Regions from separate parts of the Mus musculus genome. Here regions 1, 2, 3, 5, 6 and 7 are each linked to region 4. Evidence: chromatin contacts called from public HiCAR-type, HiChIP or PLAC-seq and promoter capture Hi-C data. All regions are on one chromosome and are shown on one strand. Each heading gives the region's core, a stretch centred on a gene start, on an enhancer-like site or on the middle of the called end of the contact. The rest is flanking DNA. Distances are from core to core; before and after follow the strand shown.

Region 1 (2,700 bases), core at 113-2,612, 2.9 Mb before region 4:
TTTCTGAGGTTTGTTGCAGAATGGCCCCACTCCCCATTACAGGGCCATTTGAGGAGGTGAAACCACAGCTGGGTTGCCCTGAGTACATGTACCTGTTGTGAAATGAAAAAGCTTCCAGAGTTGCCAGGGCCAAATCCAATATGAAATAAAAGCAACCAAAACACATCAGTGGGGCCATCTGACACTGCTCTGTCCAAAGATCCTAATTCCTCTTGTATTTAGTTTGTGACAAAGGCCTTAGGGTACAAAGCCCAGCGTCCTATCACCATATTCTTAAACTCCTGCTTTGGGAGGGACCAGGCCATTTTCTACTCAGATCCACAAGGACTGCCACATGTGTGATGAGTATCCAGCAAACCCCAGGGTACAACACAGTCTACCTTGAAGAACGGGTGAGTAGCTACGCATGGTGCTCAGGAGGCGGAGGCAGGCAAATCTCTGAGTTCGAAGCTAGCCTAATCTACAAATCGAGTCCATGACAGCCAGGAATCTGTTACACAGAGAAAAGCAAACCAAAACATAGGTGAGGTAGAAAGACACCCTGGCATTCAAGGAGACGCTGTAAAGGAGAATATTGAGGTTGGCGAGATGGCTCAGCAAATAAACGCTTGCTGCCAGAGTTAGTTTCTTTTCCTGGATGCACATGGTAGAAAAGAGACAAAAGACTCAACTCGTCTGACCTCAATATGTGTATACACACGCTCGTGCCCGCCTCCATAAATGAACACATTTTAAGGAGCGCGAACAACTATTCTCCCTCACTTAAAAGCACACGATCTTGGGAATCGAGTTTTGTAAGTCTAGTCCTGCCTTCGTGGTTTTGCCCAGCATCGTACCGGTCAGCTGAGCTCTTAAGACACTGTCGCAGGAGACACTTAACCCTGGATTTCTCTCGGTTGGTCTGTGAGGGGAAATTGACACCTACCGCACAGCTTCCGAGGACCCGGCGTAGTCCAGAGGATTTACCGCAATCGGTTTCTTTTCTTCTAAAAGATCTAAGCCCTGTCTACGCCCCAGGCACGCGGCTTCCACAGCCTCAAGTGGGCGGGCCCGCGTCGCCCGGCACCTCCCACGGAGTCCTGCCAGTCACCGGAGAGAACGTAACGCGCTTAACCCACCCGCGGGCCCTACGGCCCGCCTTCCGGGCTTAGCCCCGCCCCCTCCCGGAAAGCGTTTAAGTGAGGGTAGGGCCCTCGCCGACGACGTGTACGGGCGCGTCGGCGGACGCGCGACGATGACGTATGGGGCGGTGGCCAATGGCGAGCGGCGATGACGCAAGGGCCAGGGGCCAATGGTGAGCGGCGTCTGCCGGCGCGCCCTCCAGGGCTGTCCCGCCCCCTGCCCGCGTCCGGCGGTCGTCCGGCGGGAAGGGGCGGCCGCTCGGGCAGGATGGCGGCGGCGGCAACCGCGGGTCCCGGCGCGGGCGCAGGGGTCCCGGGCGCGGGTGGCGGCGGCGGGGCGCGCGAGGGTGCGCGGGTGGCGGTGCTGTGTCTACTATGGTACGCGCTGAGCGCGGGCGGTAACGTGGTCAACAAGGTGATTTTGAGCGCCTTCCCGTTCCCGGTCACCGTGTCGCTGTGCCACATCCTAGCGCTGTGCGCGGGGCTGCCGCCGCTGCTGCGCGCCTGGCGCGTGCCGCCCGCGCCACCCGTGTCGGGCCCCGGACCCGGCCCGCATCCGGCGTCCGGCCCGCTGCTGCCGCCGCGCTTCTATCCGCGTTACGTACTGCCGCTTGCCTTTGGCAAGTACTTCGCGTCGGTGTCGGCGCACGTCAGCATCTGGAAGGTGCCGGTCTCCTACGCGCACACCGGTAAGTGCTGAGGCGGGCTTTGCGCGCTGTCTGGGGCTTCGAAGTGTGGGTACGAGTGCGCGGGCCGTCTGACTGAGACGCCGCCAAGGTGCGTCGGATTCTCACGTTGGAAAAGGTCTGAGGAGTTTACCGAGCGCCTAGCAGAATTGACTCCAGCTATTGGGATCGAGAGGAAGCCTTACAGAAGGAAGGTTCAGGGTCGGGTGTGCAGGTTGCCAGGACTGCCCACTGAGTGCCTTTTCCTCTCTTGCAGTCAAGGCCACCATGCCCATCTGGGTGGTCCTCCTGTCCCGGATCATCATGAAGGAGAAACAGAGCACCAAGGTAACTCTGGCAGAAGCCCTGGGCTAGGCGGGATTCCCAGTAGCTGACCAGGTTGATGACGTGGTTGGACCGTGGCATCCTCCTGCTTCCTGTCAAATAAGGAAGTCAAGGTGTCAGCCTTGTCCTGTGGCTAGCACCTAGCATCCCGCACTCACCTTTCAGACAGCAGATGTGTGTGTGAATGGGGCGATATCACCACATAATCTCTTGCTTGTTGTCCCTGAGCGCCACATCCCTCTGGCGTCCACTGTTCTTTTCTGTTATGATTCCGACTCTGGGATTGGTGGTAGGTGATGTCTTTGGTTCCATTTTAGCAAGTCACCAACAAATTAAGTTGGGACAAGTTTTCCTTCTCTTATTTTATTTTCTAATGTTTATTTATGTGTGTGTGTTGTGCATTGCCACGTGTATGGAAGTCAGAGGACAGTTTTCACCTTGTGGATACCTGGGATCAGATTCAAGTTGTCAGGCCTGGTCCTGACGAACTTACAAACTATCATGTCCTAGTTTTTCTGTCACTAGACAGAATGGTTGGTAGGGGTTGTCTGGATCTGATGTGAGTAGGC
Region 2 (2,700 bases), core at 21-2,520, 2.1 Mb before region 4:
TCTGGACACAGCAATGGCATGCATGCACACATCCACACACATATGGGGAGGAGAGAGAGGGAGGAAGGAAGGGAGGGAGGGAGGGAGGGAGGGAGAGAGAGAGAGAGAGAGAGATGCTTTTCTTACCATTCTCAAATCCCAGAACCCAAAGGTGACTCGAGGGCTCTTGGGCCAACAAAAGGACATGTGAAAAATGTGAACAGCATGGAGAATGGAGAGCGGGCTATCTTACCAATTGTGGCAGATGGTCACCAGTCAGCTGGGTGTGGGGCCTATCTAAATGTTTAATCTTTATTGTTTGAATTGATGCATAAATTGATTAATTGATTCATTGGTAGTGTGCACATGCCACAGGTTAGAGGATACTTTTCAGGACTCTCTCAAAAAATCCAGGCTTTGCTACAAGCATCTTTGCCCACTGAGCCATCTCACCGGCCCTGAAGCTAGTATTTAGCTATGTATGGTTGCCATCAGAACCCGGCATCATTTGGGGCAGAGCTGCAGTAGATGGTTCAAGTAAGAAGTGGGGCAGCCTCAGTCTGGGATGGACCTGGATTTGATTCCCACCACAGGAAAATGCCCAAACTGAGGTGTCTGGGGTCCAAGGCTGCAGGGGCATGTACTGGAGATGAAGGGCACTTAGCTTTCTGGTTGTGCCCAGGCCAGTGGTCCCACTTCCTTGGAGGTGCTTCTGGGGCAGGGAGAGAGATGGCTCAGTAGTCCTGAGGATCATCATGCTGCCATGTGACCCTGAACAAGAAACGGAGCCCAGGCCGGGGAGTTAAGTCTCTCGAAGTTGTCATATGGGAGTGGAGTGGACATGTGGCTCTTGCTTAATGCTGGGGCAGCCTGGCTTCATCACCAGCACACAGCCTGAATAAATAAATGGCATGTCACATGAATGGATAGACCAGAGTTGCTATATGACCTCCAAAGCAACTCCTAGCCATGTTCCTTGATTCCTTTGTTTGTAAAATGAGGCTCAATATTAAATGTCACCTAATTCACAGCCTCGGAGGGGTTCTCCAAAGAGCCATGTATGCAGTAGGTACTTAATAAAAGCTATCCCCTCTTTCCCTCCCAGTCTCCCGAGAGACTTGACAGGTGCAGAGATCAAGGAGCTTCTCCTGTCACTTTAAAATATGCAAATAGCCTGCGGATGAATTTCCAGGCTCAGCCAACCAGTGCAGGGTTTATGAAGCACCGCGGGGCGGAGCTCCTCCTGACCACACCCATGGCGGGGCCAGCAGCGCGCTCCGCAGCGCGCGGGGAGGGCGGGGCGCGGGTCTGGAGCGCGCAGGTAGCGCCGCGAGAGGCGGTGAGTGTCCCCGGCGCGGGGCTCCGGTGCGGGGTGCGGGGTGCAGGACGCGGGGGCGGGGTGCGGGGCGGGGACGCAGCCTCCATCCTGACCCGGCCCGAGCGCAGGTGCCGTCTGCAGAAGGCGGGGCGCCACTCTATGGCATCTCTCAATCCTGGGCTGGGAGGCTGAGACCCCCCCCAGGACCCCCAATCCCTCTTCCGGGTCTCTAGCCTGGCCCTAAGCTGGGGGCCGCCTCCCTCGCTGCCCCTCTTCCTCGCCTGGGAACGAGGGTCTCCTCCTTTCCTTTGCACCCGCTCTAGGGTTGGTAGGCTGGTGGGGGTTCTGTAGGGCGAGTGTGGTGGAATTGCGGGGTATCTGGAGTATGGAGCGCGGGATCCCCTCCCGGGGGAACGGGGCCTGGAGAGGCCTGGAGCCTGCACCAGGGACTCCCGCGCCCTGTTAGGGGGGCAGCCGGCATCTGCTCCAAGGGACAGAATTAGTCTAGGTGAATGAGGATGGGGTGCAGAGAAGGTCGGGGATGGCCGCCCCTCCACTTGCCCTCAGCGTCGCAGGACCTGCTTCATGGTGACCTTGGGCAGGTGACAGCACCTCCCTGATCCTTAGTCTCCTCCTCAGAATATAGAGGTTGAGGAAGCCAGACTATCTGTCTCAAATTCCCAACACCTGTGCCCCATTTTCTCCAGATGGGGACCACAATCTTTAGTCAAATGTTAGGGCACTCTGGTTTTGGCACTTTAAAAGGGGTTGAGCCTGGTGTGGTCATTACAATCCTCTGGTGGCTGAGGCTGGAAGATCTGCAGCTTGAGGCCAGCCTGGGCTACATTCACAGACTCTGCCTCATTAAAAAAGCATAAACAAAACAAACCATGATTTTGATTGATGGATACAGTCTAGCCTGGGGCGGAGCAGCGAGACCTAAGGCCAGCAGAGGACAGTTTCTATCTGACCATAAGATGGACGGGCCTCCAATCAAGACCCAGACTTTGTCACTGTGGTCCCACCCATGTGGCTGCCCAGGTCACACCCTGACCCACATACCATCACCTACAATAGGGTTCCTAGGCTGGTTCCTGGGCGGGGTCCCAAGTGGAAGGTCAGGTCTTAGTCCCTGCCTCTTGCAGGATAGTAGGGTGAGTCCCAGGCAGGAAGCCTGACACCCCCAAATTTGTGTGCCCAGACTGGACTTAAACTGAGCCTTCTGTGAAGTGGACTGAAAGTCTGTAGGAAGATCAGAGGTGGTTGTGGGAGTGACAGCGCGCCGTAAACACCCACTCCTATGATAGTAATTATGATATTGCATTCATTAAATGGGGTCACAGCCAAGGAGGCAGTGAGATGTCTTTGAAGGGTGTGACCAGTGTCACTAGCACCCCAAGGAC
Region 3 (2,700 bases), core at 157-2,656, 2.3 Mb before region 4:
ACTAAGTGGATCCCACTATATACCATGAGGACAAAGTTCAGTCAATTAAATAATATTAAGTGCTGATCACAGAAAAGTTACTCAGGAATAAAATTTGATATAGAGTTGAGACTGTAGCTCAGTTGGTATACGGTAGATACTTGTCTAGAATGCATGAGGCCCTGGGTTTAAATTTCAGAGCTGCAAAACCAGGAGCTAGTGATGTGCTCATAGAATCCCAGCACTTGGAAGGTAGTCATAAGACTATCAGAAACTCAAAGTCAAGCTTGGCTGTAAACTAAGTTTATCAACAGCCTAGGATATGTAAGATCTAGTCTCAAACAAAACAAAAACAAACAAACAACAAAGCAAAACAACAAAAAAAATCCAAAACAAAGAAACCGATACGTTTGCAATTCACTATGATTTGAACTTGACCACGACTTAAAGTCCAGTCGTTTCCAAAAAAACTTTTATTACTGGAAAAAGGAGCAGAGGTAAGAGCAGTATTTAACCCAAGAGTAAAAGATAAACTTGAAAACCCTCAAGTACCATACTCACAGAGATGACGAAAATTGAAAAGTTCTTCCTCCGACCTTAAGTCAGAAGGGATAAAGATAGTCTCGTCATACTCTATAAAGGGATAATCTACCAAGAGGATATTACAATCCTAAATGCGGGAGCCGCATGTACCCATGGAAAAGAACTGTGACTGTCCCCTGAGAAGTTCCCTCACATCTCGGTATGTCTCAGTTTTCCCAGGTTCACTTCCATTAATCTCTGCGCTTAAGATCTATATTAGACATGTTTCTCGGGCCTGGAGAGATAACTCGGTGTGTAAGAGTGCTCGCTGAGCAAGGGTGAGAACCCGAGTTCAAATAAAAAACACCCAAGTAAATGCCAGGCATGGGGACAGAGCCCGGAGGATCGCTGGAGCTTGCTAGCAGGCAGCCTAGCCACAGGTTCAGTAAGAAACCCTGTCTCACAGGAATAAGGCGGGCCGTGACAAAGCAGGACACCGGGTGACCTCCCCTGGCCTCCGTGCATGGCGGGGCGTAAATTCTCACTCGCAAGAATTGTCTCCTAAACTTCCAGCTCGGCTCCACATCATCCAGCCTCGGAATCCCGCTTTCGACTGACTTTCCCTAAGGGGAAAAGCAGCTTTTCTGGAGCCGCAGGCGACAGTGCGCAGCCGCCCTTCGTCCCCCGGCGCAGCACCGGGATCCCGCCGCCCGGGACCAAGGGCGCCGCGCACAGCCCCGCCACTCGCCTGGCTCACCATGTCTGTGCCCAGGCCTGCCGCGGCTCCACAGAGGCTCCGGAACAGGCACTCACACGGCCGCGGAGGCTCAGCAACTTGGACTTCCTCAGCTGAGAGCTGTGAGGAGGGAAGCGCCAGCAAGAAAGATGGCGGGTGAGGAACTTCCGCTCCTCCCGCCGGCGCTGCTGATTGGCCAGCTCACACACTGGTGTCTGTACCGGGAGTTTCCGGCGGACCTCCCGACCTTTCCTAGGGTATGGCGTCATACAGCCAAGGACGCTAAACCGTCCGGGACTCCCACAGTTGGTTACTGAGAACCGCCCGGAAGGGAGATGGCGGACAAGGCGCTGCCTCTCGGCACCCTACCTGCCGCTCCTTTGGCCCTTATTGCTGGGCCCACAGATCCAGTCTCCGAAGCCTAAGTGACAGAATAAATTTATTCTCCCTCTTACTGACACAACCACTCCCTCTCCTGTCAACAACACTAATGAGATTCATTGGGACACACAAAGACATAAAAGATGAAAGAATTCGAGAGGGACAAGAGCAGGTAAAGGTCTGTGTGTGTATGAATATAAACAAGATACATGAATGAAAATGTTATATTGAAACTTTTCGTGTAATTAATACACGCTAATGACAACATTAAAAAAACTGTACTTTCCAGCAATTAAAAAAAAGCTTCAGCAGCTCTTCCACAAAGGACATTCTTTTTAGAAATGAGGTTTATTATAAAGTGCCTCAAGCCATGCTCAGCCCTGTAGGTGGAAGTGACATTAGACAGAAACAGTACAATTTATGCAGCTCTAAAAATAGGGCCTTAAGCCGGGTGTGGTGGTGCACACCTTTAGTCCCAGAACTCGGGGGGGGGGGGCAGAGGCAGGCGGATTTCTAAGTTCGAGGCCAGCCTGGTCTACAAAGTGAGTTCCAGGACAGCCAGGGCTATACAGAGAAACCCCGTCTCGAAAAAACCAACAACAACAACAACAACAAAAAACCAACCAACCAACCAACCAACCAACAAAAAAGGCCTTAAAAGAAGGGGCAGGGGGCCAGGCGTGGTGGTGCACGCCTTTAATTCCAGCACTTGGGAGGCAGAGGCAGGCAGATTTCTGAGTTCGAGGCCAGACTGGTCTACAAAGTGAGTTCCAGGACAGCCAGAGCTATACAGGGAAACCTTGTCTCGAGAAAAAAAAAAAAAAAAAAAAAGAAGGGGCAGGCTTCCATTCGAAGCCTGGCAGGCGGGTCTGGGAGGAGGTGATGTGGGGAAGGAGGTAGAGGAGATGAGGGGCAGGCAGAGGTGGACAGACTAACCTTGAGAAGGGGAGGGGAGAGCAGAAGAGCCTGAGATACAGCTTTCATTGTCTGGACCAAATCCCAGAGCTATCTATCTTCCTAAGGTGTCTCAGACTACTCCCCAGAACAAATAAAAAGGTCTGATTTTTTAAAAAATTACCTTT
Region 4 (2,700 bases), core at 172-2,671:
AGTATTACCTGAGGACCCAGCTCTACCACTCCTGGGCATATAACTAGAAGATACTCCAACATGTAAGAAGGACACATGCTCCACTATGTTCATAGCAGTCTTTTTTATAAGAGGTAGGAGTTGGAAACAACCCTGATCCCTGATTTGAAGATTTGATCCTTCAAATCTGGAATGGATTCAGGAAATGTGGTACATTTACACAATGGAGTAGTACTCAGCTATTAAAAACGAATTCATGAAATTCTTAGGCAAATGGATAGAACTAGAAAATATCATCCTTAGTGAGGTAACCCAGGTGCAAAAGAAAACACATTTTATACACTCACTGATAAGTGAATACTAGCTCCAAAGCTCCAAATAACCAGGATACAAGTCACAGACTGCATGAAGCTCAGTAAGAAGGAAGAACAAAGTATGGTTGCTTCGGTCCTTCTTAGAAGGAGAACAAAATATTCACAGGAGCAAATATGGAGATAAAGTGTAGAGCAGAGACTACAGGAAAGGGCACTCAGAGTCTGTCCCACCTGGGGATTCATCCCAAATACAGTTACCAAACCCAGACACTACTGTGGATGCCAAGAAGTGCATGCTGAAAGGAGCCTGATATGGCTATCTCCTGAGAGGCCCTGCCAGATTCTTACAAATACAGAGATGGATGTTGGCAGCCAATCATTGGACTGAGCATGGGATTCCCCAATAGAGGAGTTAGAGAAAGGACTGAAGTAGAGGATGGCCTTGTCATGCATCAATGGAAGGAGAGGTCCTTGGTCCTATGAAGGCTCGATAGATGCCCCAGTATAGGGGAATTGATGGCTGGGAGGTGGGAGTGGGTGTGTGGTTGGGTGGAGTAACACCCTCATAGAAACAGGGTGAGGAAGAATGTAATAAGGTGTTTCTTGGAGGGAGGGAAACCGGGAAAGGGGATAACATATGAAATGTAAATAAATATCCAATAAAAAAGAAAAGAAAAAAAATGGCTTTAGGCACATTGACTGAGGCGGACTACGAGTTTGAGGCTCTTGTACACAATAAAGGAAGAGTCTCAACAAAAATATTCTGAAGAAGCTATGGTACAGTGCCCCCTGAACTGTCATCACCAAACACTAGTTTGGTTCTTTCAGCGGACTTGTCCCTAGGTAAGTCAGAGTCACAAAACTGGCCTGACATCGTTAACTATTTTCACTGGTCAGGGTCCTGGAATCATTCAGTAGGGCACACCTAGAGGTACACAAGAGCCATGAACCTATGTTGACACCTGCTGGCCACCGCAACACTAAACAATGGGCTCTAGACTCACAGCCTAAGGAACTGCAAGAGGAGCTACTCCTGTCACTCAGATCACCTAGAGCAGTTCTAACCAATCAGGAGCTACAGACAGGTTGTCCAATCAGAAGCTTCTAGGAGGCGGGGGGGCGGGTTCTTTTCGGCCGCCATGTTAGCTAAAGGTTCTTCACCGAAACTGAGGAAAGCCGTTGTGGGAGCCAGTGCTTGGAGCTGTGTGGGGGAGCGCGGGTGAGCTCGGAGCCTGGCAATGGTGAGCGAGGGCCGCTGTCCCCTGATGGGAGGAGCGGCCGGCTGGGCTGCGGGAGCCGGGGTGGTGGGTCCTCCCTGGGGTTGGGGCAGTGAACGCGGGGACGTCGGGGCTGCGACCTGGGCCTCCGCCTGCGGTCCGTAGGTACTTCCGCCCTGATCCTCTTGGCGTCAGCGCTGAGCGGGAGGTCCCGCCCTGCGGGGGGCGGGGGATGGGCGGAAGCCAGTACGCGGATGACGTCACGATCCGGGCTGGCGGGGACGTCCTGCTTTTGGTGGTGCGCTGAAGGCTGCTTGCTAGACTAAGGCTGTCTAGGTTCTTTGTGCTGTCTTCGAGAAGTTCTGAACTTTGCTTTCCACATGTAAGTGTGGCAACCTCTTTAGGTTAATTTTACGACATTTGTAAAGTCCAGTGAGTTTCTTTGCAAAGATGTTTAAAACCAGCTCTGGGAAAGATGACTTGTCTCCTTGAATTTATTTTGTTCTTCGGTCAGACATCCTTTGATTATATTTTTGTTTTTATTTCTGCTTATGCATTTGTGGGCTTGTTAATTTTTCTTCCCTCAAATAGTGCATTGTTTTGCGTACCGAGGTTCGCCGAGAACTGTTAGTCAGGAAGCATTGTAGTCGATTCTTCTGTATTGTGTTCACCATTCTGGTCCTTTTCTTCATTTCCACACAACCTTTATTTCTTGTTTATTTTAGCATTTTTATTGGAAGTATGTTGAACTACTAGTTTAAACTGAGAACATGAGCATACTATGCTAGAAATAAGATAGACACATTTGTATCTCCCCAAAGTATCAAATATTTTTGAATAACAATAAACTTAAAAGGTTTTGATGGCAGCAATTTGCCAAGTGATTTCACTTACATTTGTAATTAGGACAAGGTTAATGTGGGTTTTATTCTAGTCTTTTTTTTTTAAGATTTATTTATTTTATGTATGTGAGTACACTTTCGCTCTCTTCAGACGCAATGGAAGAGAGCATCTGATCCCATTACAGATGGTTGTGAGCCACCATGTGGTTGCTGGGAATTGAACATAGGACCTCTGGAGGAGCAGTCAATGCTCTTAACCACTGAGCCATCTCTCCAGCCCTTCTTTTAGTTTTAATTGTTAATATTAATTCTCATGTCAAAGCACACAGTATATCTCTGCATATATTT
Region 5 (2,700 bases), core at 201-2,700, 2.3 Mb before region 4:
TGGGGGTTCCAGTCATGGCCACTCAATAAACTATGCCTGTCTTCCTTGTTGAGCTGTGTTTTTTCTGCTAATATGCTCTGTATTATTTATTCTTCGATTGCTCTCAAAGTGTCACTTCTGTTGTGGGACTGGGTCCTTGTTTCTGTCCACAAGCAAGACAGCTGTTACAGGGTCCAGACACAAGTTATGAAGTAGTACTGGTCAGTTGGGGGTTACAGTGGGCCTCTTACCCCCACCTCTTCTGTTTGTGGTGTACCAGGAAAAGGAGAAACCTACAGTAACTGAAGGTAAATTTTTCCAAGAAGATGTGATTTTTTTTTGTTGTTGTTGGGGGACAAAAGCTCATATATATGTTGCTTTTCTCGAATCCTAGAAACACATGGTCCCACCAGGTTTGTGCCCTTCCCCCAGCCTTGAGCAGGCTAAAGCAGACCTTGTTTGCCACTGCTGGCTAGCCCAACTGGGGTAGGGTCTTCTGACCTAGGTGAAGCTGCAGCTGCAGCTTCCTGCAAGAAGCCACTACCAGCTGAGCCTGTTTTCCTGATGAGATCCTGGCAAAGTGGGGGATGGGTTTCCTCCCTTTAAAAACCAGACTCAAGAATTAAACACTGGGCCTTGCTCAGAAACTCTGTCTTTGTTTCATTCCTCTCTCGTCTGTCCTTCGCATCCAGCCCCAGCTTTCTTTTCAGGAACCCAGTTCTCCGCGGCTGCTGGTGGCTATACAGGGTTGGGAATATTCACATAGGAAATGCAATTTTATAAAAAGTAGTAAAGGAAAAAGAAAGAAGGGGCTAGTGGGATGGTTCAGCTGAAAAGGCGCTTGCTGCCAAGCCTTAGACTGGCGTTCTCCAGGTTCCACAAGGTGGAAGGAGAGACCAGACTCAGATTACTGCCCCATGGGCACCTCGATAAATAAGTGTAAATTTAAAACATCAAAAAGAACACAAGCCGGGCGTGGTGGCGCACGCCTTTAATCCCAGCACTTGGGAGGCAGAGGCAGGCGGATTTCTGAGTTCGAGGCCAGCCTGGTCTACAAAGTGAGTTCCAGGACAGCCAGGGCTACACAGAGAAACCCTGTCTCGAAAAAACAAAACAAACAAACAAAAAAAAAAAACACCCCACAAAACCAGCCCAAAGAGCAAATTAACTCCGTGGGGACCCTACATAGTCCTTTCCATTTTACCCCTGAACACAAGCATACATGATCCCCTTTTACATTGCGGTTCGGCTGCGGGCTCTGGAAAAGGGCACCAGAGTCGGTTTGCAAACTCTCGGCAAGTCCCGAGCTTCCGACTGCGCAGAGCCCGCCACTCCTCTGCCCTCCGCTCCCACCCGCGTCTCTGAGATGCACTCACCATGGTGCACTCTCGTCTTGCCTGAGCTGCGCTGTGGCGGGTGTCACTGCCGCGTACCTTGCGCATTGCTAAGCCGCCAAGGACAGCGCCGAAAATGGCGGCGCCCGGCCTCCGAGAGGCTTCCCGCTGCTGATTGGACGGCTCTGCTATGAGCGATTCCGATTGGCTTTAGAGTCCCTGATAGACAGGACCAGCGACCTATCGCCTTCAACATAGTCCGGAAACTGATGTTCAGGTCTGGGGTTCGCAGAGGCACCCCACAGCAGGCTCAGGTCTGACTGGGCTTGTGCGCCTGGCTGAAGGTGAACGAGTGAGTTAGAGTTGCGGGCTAATCCTAGACTGTTTAGTGAGAGGTTAACCTGGGCTGCAGGAGACCTTGTTTCCAAAAAGGACACAAGAAAAGCCAGATTTATTCGCGGAAAATTGGGTGTGATGACACACACAACCTGCCATCCCAGCACTGGGGAGATGGAGGGAAGAGGATTTGGAGTTCAAGGCCGGCTACTATAAAAGTTGTTGTGGGGCTAGCCAATGTAAAGCTTTCTTAATCTAAGGCCAGATGAAAGGACAAGGCCAGGGTCAGACTTGACAAGGTCCGGGTTGTGTCCAGAGAAGCGAGTAAGTCCCTCACCCCCAACCCCTTCTGTAACCCCACCCCACCCCCACAACCCAGGGCTGTGGATATCATTTCTAAGGCCACTATGTGCTTGGTCTGTGATGTATTTCAGATATCCTGTGTTCCTTTTGTGTAGCATTACTGATAAGGTTCCCTGTTCAATTGGGACTGGTAGAGGTGACTTGGAAATAATTAGAAAGTAGATAGGCAACTACAGAAGCAGAATTGCTCTTTAATCAGAATGTTGTGGGATATTAGCCAGAGAAGATTGCTTGGACATGGTTTAAGCCAATAGAATGTCTTTATTAACTGGTTGGCAACTACACTGGATGTTAAGGATCCTATTGTAGTACTGAGGGCCTTTCTCAGGGTGAGCTCTTAAACACAAAAACCATATTCCAGGTCAACATGCTTCAGTTAGCAAGATCAGTGAGCCAGAAGCAAAACTATAGAAGCCAAAAAACCAAGGTTTGTACATTTAGAGACTTTCCCAGAACTATAGGCTTTGATTGGCAGGTGGTGCTGTCTATGTGCTGAGTTTTACAGACCAAATGTCAACTCCATCATGGAGTCAGTGGTCTCCATGCTCCTAAGGTCTGGGGCTTGTTCTAAGAACATCTGAAGGGCAGCAGTCTCCCTGAGGAGTAGAGACTGCAGAGATACCACCAGGCACAGTCTTTAAAGCTATGCTTGGCCCTTTCCCCCAACCCTGTCCTGCAGATGAGACCT
Region 6 (2,700 bases), core at 58-2,557, 2.5 Mb before region 4:
GCATCCCCCGCACTCCACCCTTGGGCCGCCAAATTCCTGGCTTGGCTGGAGTCTCGAGGCCATTTTGGAGATGTCTAGGGTGGGACGGGCGTATGAGAAGCCGTAACAGCTACTGTGCAGAGCTTCCGCCCGGTTCTGAGGCTTTCTCCAGCCCGAGCGGTCCTTGAGGGATTCAAGGCTTCTACCCAGGCCAGGCTGTCGCCCAGGCAGTCTTGGGAGGAGTCCAGGCGGTACCTGCACTGCCAACTCCACCTAGCCTTTCAGTTTCTAGGGTCCCCGCCCTGAGTTCCCACACTACGGCTTCAGGAGACCTGGGCAATCACACAACACTTCTTCCCTTGTCTGTGAGTCTCCTTCGCTAGCAAACACCGCCCTACTACTCAGGCAAGGGGCTCTCCTTGCCCCGGAAACGTCTGGAATGCCTCTCCCTAGTCTTTTCTTTCTACCCACCTGTAGCAGACTTTTGGGAGACACGAATCGAACGCTTTGTGGGTGCCAGAGCTGGGCTTAGAACCCAGACCCATCTCTGGCCCCGGGCTTGACCCAGGGATGAAGAGGAGGCGCGGAGGCCTTTCCTCTTTCCGAACTATTCATGCACCCCGGTCCCTGAACTCTCAGGGAAGGCGCATACAGTGGGCGCTCCGGCGTCGGGCAGGCCCCCTAGTGGATATTACCTGGGGCTAGGGGGACACAGGGTGATGGTGGTGGTGGTGGGTGTCCTGCAGGCCAGCGTCCAAATTCTCCTGTCCCCACCCCGCCCTCAGCGGACGTGTCGCGGCCGCACCCTAAGGACGTGCCGGGAAAGTTCGGGCGCGAAGAAGCAAAAGCGCGCACCGCCCCCGCCCCCACCTTGGTCAGCCGCAGACAATGGGAGCGCGGTATTTGCCCCACTACTCCGGAGTGCCCCGCGCAGGACTGTCCCCCCCGCAACCTCCCAGTTCCTGCCCCGCCAGCGTACGGGGCTCCAGGATCCAAGGGTATGGATGATCAAGGCGGAGGGGAGACGGAGGAAGGGGGAGCTAGAAGCATGCGGAGCTGGGAAGAAAAGAGGGCGCCAGGGAGCACTGCGGGCCCGGAAGCGCGCGGGACGAAAAGTGGGATCGGGCGGGGGTCGCGGACGGCGCGGGTCCTGGTCTCTCACTTTCTCGCGCCGCTCGCGCTCGCCATCCAGTTCGCGCTGCAGGCCTTGCGCGCGATCCTCTGCGTCGTCTGCCTGCTGCTGCAGGGCCTGGATCTTGCGCTTCACTGCCTCCAGTGAGTTGAGGCCGGCCATAGCTCAATCGTTCTGCTGGGCTCCGGCGACAGCTGGGCGGCCGCGCCCGGGCCCGCCAGCCTTGGCCACGCCGGGGCCGCCCCCGCCTCTCCCCGCCCCCCGGCCCTGCTGTCAGGCCCATGAGGTCACCCGGGCCGGCCGCGACGTCAGCACCGGGCGGGGGGTGGGTGGGAGGGGGTGGCTGACGTCGGTGCAGCTAGCCGCCTTTGCCCTGTGGGCTCCTCGTCCTCCCTCACTGCCCGCCCCGCCTGGCCCAGCGGCCGCGCACTTACCTGGGAGCCTTTATTCTCCGTCTGCTTTAGAGTCTTCTTTAAGTCTGTCAGGTCCTCGGAGTGCCTGTCCAGTTCGTCCTCCACGCATTTCAGTTTCTTCTGGAACTACGTCAGCTGCTCTTTCACCTGGGGACACAGAAGATAATGAGTCAGCCTAATGGTCCATTGCCCGGAGTTTGGGAGGCTGAGGCAGAAGGACTGGGAGTTTAAGGCCCTGCAAATGAACAAAGTCTTTATGAGCTGATGAGATGGCTCCATGGGTAGAGGTGCTTGCCACCAAGCCTAATGCCCAGAGTCCATTAATCTCACACATGCGCCCACATTAATGTAGAAAGTAAAAGGTTTATATAAAGAAGGTCTCATTCAGAGGACACAAGTTTGTGAAAGTAAAAAGTGTATATAGACAAGGTCTTGTACAGAGGACTCAGGTTGATTCCCAGCTCCTGTTCCAGGGGAGCCAACATTCTCTGCTTCCATGACCCCTTAGCATAGGCATGCATGCATGCAAAACACCCTCACATAAAATATAAAATACTCCCTCCACATACACAGAGCGGTAAGTGTGCATTACTGAATACAGAGGGATTTTACTCTTGACCTAAGGACTGGCCATTCTTGGACTCATAAGAGTCCCCACTCTCTTGAGGAAGTCATAGCTTTAGTTTGAAACACTACAAATTGGATTTTGCATTCTCACTTTCTGAATGCAGCTCTCAGGTGATCTCTGTTTAAGCAAAGTGGAGCCTATAGAAACTCCCAGTTTTGTAGGCAGAAACTTTCTGACCAGTGTGCAAGCCCTTTCCCCTGCTGAGAAACTTACCCTCAAGAGCCCCACATCCTGCTCCCACTCCAATCTGGCTCCCACACCTGGCTTTCAGGTCTGTCCTGGAAGAGACCCACTCTCAGGGACCAATTCCCCTCTAAGATCAAATTTTCACTCCTCTAACTTTTGCACATTTGTTAGGCATCTGTTTTTTTGTTTGTTTGTTTTTGTTTTTGTTTTTGAGACAGGGTTTCTCTGTGTAGCCCTGGCTGTCCTGGAACTCTGTAGACCAGGCTGGCCTCGAACTCGGAAATCCGCCTGCCTCTGCCTCCCAAGTGCTGGGATTAAAGGCGTGTGCCACCACCGCCTGGCATGCATCTGTTTTAATTAAT
Region 7 (2,700 bases), core at 190-2,689, 2.5 Mb before region 4:
AGGGTCTCATGCAGCCCAGGCTGGCCTTGAACACTCTATGTAGCCAAGGATGACCCTGAGCACCCGATCTTCCTGCCTCCCTGTCCTTAGTGCTGTCATTACAGGTGTTCACTACCACATCTGGTTTCAGGGTGCTGGAGATGGCACCCAGGGTTCCAACAATGGAACCACATCCTGACTAGGGATAAACCAAGCCTAGTGACTATTCTCTTGTTTCAGGACCATACACCATCCAGGTCACTCTGTTTGGCAGGATTTACTTCCAGGTAACACTCAATGTGAGCCATGACTATTCATGGTAAGGAGCATGGTCAGCACCATTTTTGACGTCAGAACTGGGGCCATCACAAGCCAATTCTGTTCAACTGTGCCGTGAGGCAGCCCTGGGGAAAAGCTGTTCAGGTGGTGTTCTTGGCCCAGTGAAAGGAAGTCAGTCAAGGCTGCACGTAGCCATGGCTGGACTTAGTTTCTTACTGGAACTTTTTCTCTTGTATTCCCACCAGGATGACAGATACTGTCACCATTCCTCAGAGAGAAGGCAGGAGGACTTTGGGTTGGAGTCCTGACTTAGATGTGGATCAGTGGTGCTGGTCCTTTGAAGCTCTGGAACAGCTGAACCTTGAATTTTGGAGTCAGACACACCTGGGTTCAAATCTCATCCCTAATACCTGTAGACTGTGACCTTCAGTGCGTGCCGCACCCTCCCTCAGTTTCAAATTCCTCCTCCAGGGACAAAGCACCCATCACGAGTACACTACAGATTTGATACTGCACATGCCAAGCTTGCCACATAGGAAACTACGAGGTCAGGTGTCACCTCCATGCCTCAGTTTCCACTTTTGGAAGACGGGGGTCTCCCCGGAAGAACAGTGTAGAGGTCTGATGTAAAGACACAGAGAGTTGACAGGCGCCAGGACCCCAGGGCAGGCTCTTCCTCAGACTGCAGCCTGCATGTCCCTGTCTGCACCTTGGTCTCCGGCGCCCGCCAGGGTCCCGGCCTGGACTCCCTGGCGGGAGGTGGAGGCCGCTGCGGTTCTCTGTCCAGCCCCGTGACCCTCCCGGATCCTCGGCCCGAGTGGATCCTGAGTCGATCCCTCAGCCCAGCCCCATAGGGGCGCGTCCAGCCCTGGTCACCGGCCGCCCAAGGCCCCGCTACCTATGGTAGAGATGAATGTGGAGTTGAAGGCGTCCTCGGAGAAGCGGAACAGGACACAGGTCTTCCCTACCCCCGAGTCCCCGATCAGCAGCAGCTTGAACAGGTAATCGTAGGTCTTCGCCATATTACACTCTCTCCCCGACGGGAAGTACGGCCGGCGCCTCGCCACTGGTCGCTGGACCCGTCTATCATCTCAGATCCCGCCCCCTATTGGCCCCCTGCCCGCCGCGCATCATCCAGGCCTACGCCCGCCACCCGGAGCCCCGCCTGTCGCAGAGAGCCCAGGGGAAAAAGGCGAAAGCGGCGCAGAGCCGGAAGCAGCCGACTGCACAGCCCATTGGTTGACGCTTGGTATAGGGAGGTTTGTTATTGGCTAGTGCTGGAGAGTCGAGGGTGAGGGCGTCAAATGACCAGCGATGGGTGTGGTCACATCTTGACCCCGCCTTCCCGTGCGCGCCTTCTCCTCAGCCCTTCAGCGTCCAGGCCCTGCCCCCGACAGGAGGGACCCCAACAATTCCGCGCGCTGGTTGATGAGAGAGTGGGAGGGACGGGCTTGGTGAACAGGCGCAAGCGTACTGGGAAGACGGTTGGCTCTGGCAGAGAGCGCACGCGCGCAGAGAACGCCTCGTGTTTCCCGCCTTCTCTGCCTGCGCAGCAGCAGCCGTAGCCGCAGCCGGCGCTGAGGCGAAGCGCAGGAAGTACCTGTGGTAATGCTTCTGAGGAGGATTTTCGGCGGTGCAAAAGTGGCGCGGGTTAAGATGTGCTGCAGACTCGCTCCTCGGCCTTGGCGCCCACCATTGGACTTACTTAGGTGCTGTACAGGCAAGCCGGCCATTGCCGTGAGCGATCCCAGGGCTTCAGCGCCGGTAGGGCTATGTTATCATTTCCAAGTAATGGCAGCGTTTTTTGTTTTGTTTTGTTTTGTTTTCTTTTCTGTGCTTGCGGGTGCTATCTATACTTAAAAATAAGTCAAGGTCCTTCACCCCACACCAGCCCGGCTTGGTAGGTAATCTTTTCCTCGTTTTATGGTAAGTATACTGAAGACAGGTGAAGTGACTTTCCTAGGTTTCAGAGTAGCATTTTTTTTTCCCTTCTGTTTTTTAATATGTTGAGGTGTAGTCCCGGAGTAACGGGAGAACAGTGACAAAATAAAATAAAGCCACATTAAGATAAACATCTGAGGGCTGGAGAGATGGCTCAGCGGTTAAGACTACTCTTCCAGAGGCCTTGAGTTCAATACCCAGCAACCACATGGTGCCTCATAACCATCTGTAATGGAATCCAGTGCCCCCTTTTGGTGTGTCTGAAGACAACTACAGTGTACTCAAATCTTAAAAAGAAAAAAGGAGTGGGGGGGGGTGGATAGATGGCTCAGTGTTTAAGAGCACTTACTGATCTTCCAGAGGTCCTGAATTACATGGTGGCTCACAATCATCAGTAATGAGATCTGATGCCCTCTTCTGGGGTGTCTAAAGACAGCTACAGTGTACTTACATATAATAAATAAATTAAAAAAAAAAAGATCTGAGTTGCTGACTACATGG

Evidence for each region. Promoter capture Hi-C pulls out the DNA fragments that hold promoters and counts their contacts. HiCAR-type assays count read pairs that join an accessible place to other places. HiChIP or PLAC-seq counts read pairs in DNA pulled down with a chosen protein or histone mark.
Region 1: a promoter capture Hi-C map of liver shows a contact between it and region 4, with 2.7 times the contacts expected there. The contact joins the promoter of Slc35e1 here to the promoter of Zfp868 in region 4. A contact is called at or near these places in 2 of 39 promoter capture datasets (liver and pre-B cells) and 2 of 9 other capture datasets (adipose tissue and liver).
Region 2: a contact with region 4 is called in an H3K27ac HiChIP or PLAC-seq map of thymic regulatory T cells, with 8 times the contacts expected there. The contact joins the promoter of Fcho1 here to the promoter of Zfp868 in region 4. A contact is called at or near these places in 2 of 39 promoter capture datasets (erythroid cells and hippocampal neurons), 1 of 115 datasets of contacts at active chromatin or transcription factors (thymic regulatory T cells) and 2 of 9 other capture datasets (adipose tissue and liver).
Region 3: a contact with region 4 is called in a promoter capture Hi-C map of liver, with 6 times the contacts expected there. The contact joins the promoter of Zfp617 here to the promoter of Zfp868 in region 4. A contact is called at or near these places in 9 of 39 promoter capture datasets (the HPC-7 cell line, cranial neural crest, erythroid cells and 5 more), 1 of 484 Hi-C or Micro-C datasets (uterus), 2 of 115 datasets of contacts at active chromatin or transcription factors (cardiomyocytes and neural progenitor cells) and 1 of 9 other capture datasets (adipose tissue).
Region 5: a promoter capture Hi-C map of erythroid cells shows a contact between it and region 4, with 17 times the contacts expected there. The contact joins the promoter of Zfp961 here to the promoter of Zfp868 in region 4. A contact is called at or near these places in 3 of 39 promoter capture datasets (embryonic stem cells, erythroid cells and hippocampal neurons) and 1 of 115 datasets of contacts at active chromatin or transcription factors (thymic regulatory T cells).
Region 6: a contact with region 4 is called in a HiCAR-type map of astrocytes, with 2.7 times the contacts expected there. The contact joins the promoter of Tpm4 here to the promoter of Zfp868 in region 4. A contact is called at or near these places in 3 of 39 promoter capture datasets (hippocampal neurons and liver) and 2 of 115 datasets of contacts at active chromatin or transcription factors (astrocytes and embryonic midbrain).
Region 7: a promoter capture Hi-C map of liver shows a contact between it and region 4, with 2.6 times the contacts expected there. The contact joins the promoter of Rab8a here to the promoter of Zfp868 in region 4. A contact is called at or near these places in 3 of 39 promoter capture datasets (erythroid cells, hippocampal neurons and liver).

Annotation. Positions count from the first base shown.
Region 1 is chr8:72,491,276-72,493,975 of GRCm38.p6, reverse strand. Slc35e1 (solute carrier family 35, member E1) reads left to right here and starts at 1,362. Exons shown (of 6, transcript NM_177766.3): 1 at 1,362-1,810; 2 at 2,064-2,134. The coding sequence starts at 1,390.
Region 2 is chr8:71,724,251-71,726,950 of GRCm38.p6, reverse strand. Fcho1 (FCH domain only 1) reads left to right here and starts at 1,270. Exons shown (of 28, transcript NM_028715.3): 1 at 1,270-1,318.
Region 3 is chr8:71,921,531-71,924,230 of GRCm38.p6, reverse strand. It overlaps Zfp617 (zinc finger protein 617), which reads right to left and starts at 1,406. Exons shown (of 4, transcript NM_133358.3): 1 at 1,259-1,406. The coding sequence starts at 1,261.
Region 4 is chr8:69,624,269-69,626,968 of GRCm38.p6, reverse strand. It overlaps Zfp868 (zinc finger protein 868), which reads left to right and starts at 1,421. Exons shown (of 5, transcript NM_172754.2): 1 at 1,421-1,534.
Region 5 is chr8:71,949,816-71,952,515 of GRCm38.p6, reverse strand. It overlaps Zfp961 (zinc finger protein 961), which reads right to left and starts at 1,450. Exons shown (of 4, transcript NM_001164581.1): 1 at 1,356-1,450. The coding sequence starts at 1,421.
Region 6 is chr8:72,133,895-72,136,594 of GRCm38.p6, reverse strand. Tpm4 (tropomyosin 4) reads right to left here and starts at 1,307. Exons shown (of 8, transcript NM_001001491.2): 1 at 1,142-1,307. The coding sequence starts at 1,273.
Region 7 is chr8:72,159,939-72,162,638 of GRCm38.p6, reverse strand. Rab8a (RAB8A, member RAS oncogene family) reads right to left here and starts at 1,439. Exons shown (of 8, transcript NM_023126.2): 1 at 1,157-1,439. The coding sequence starts at 1,280.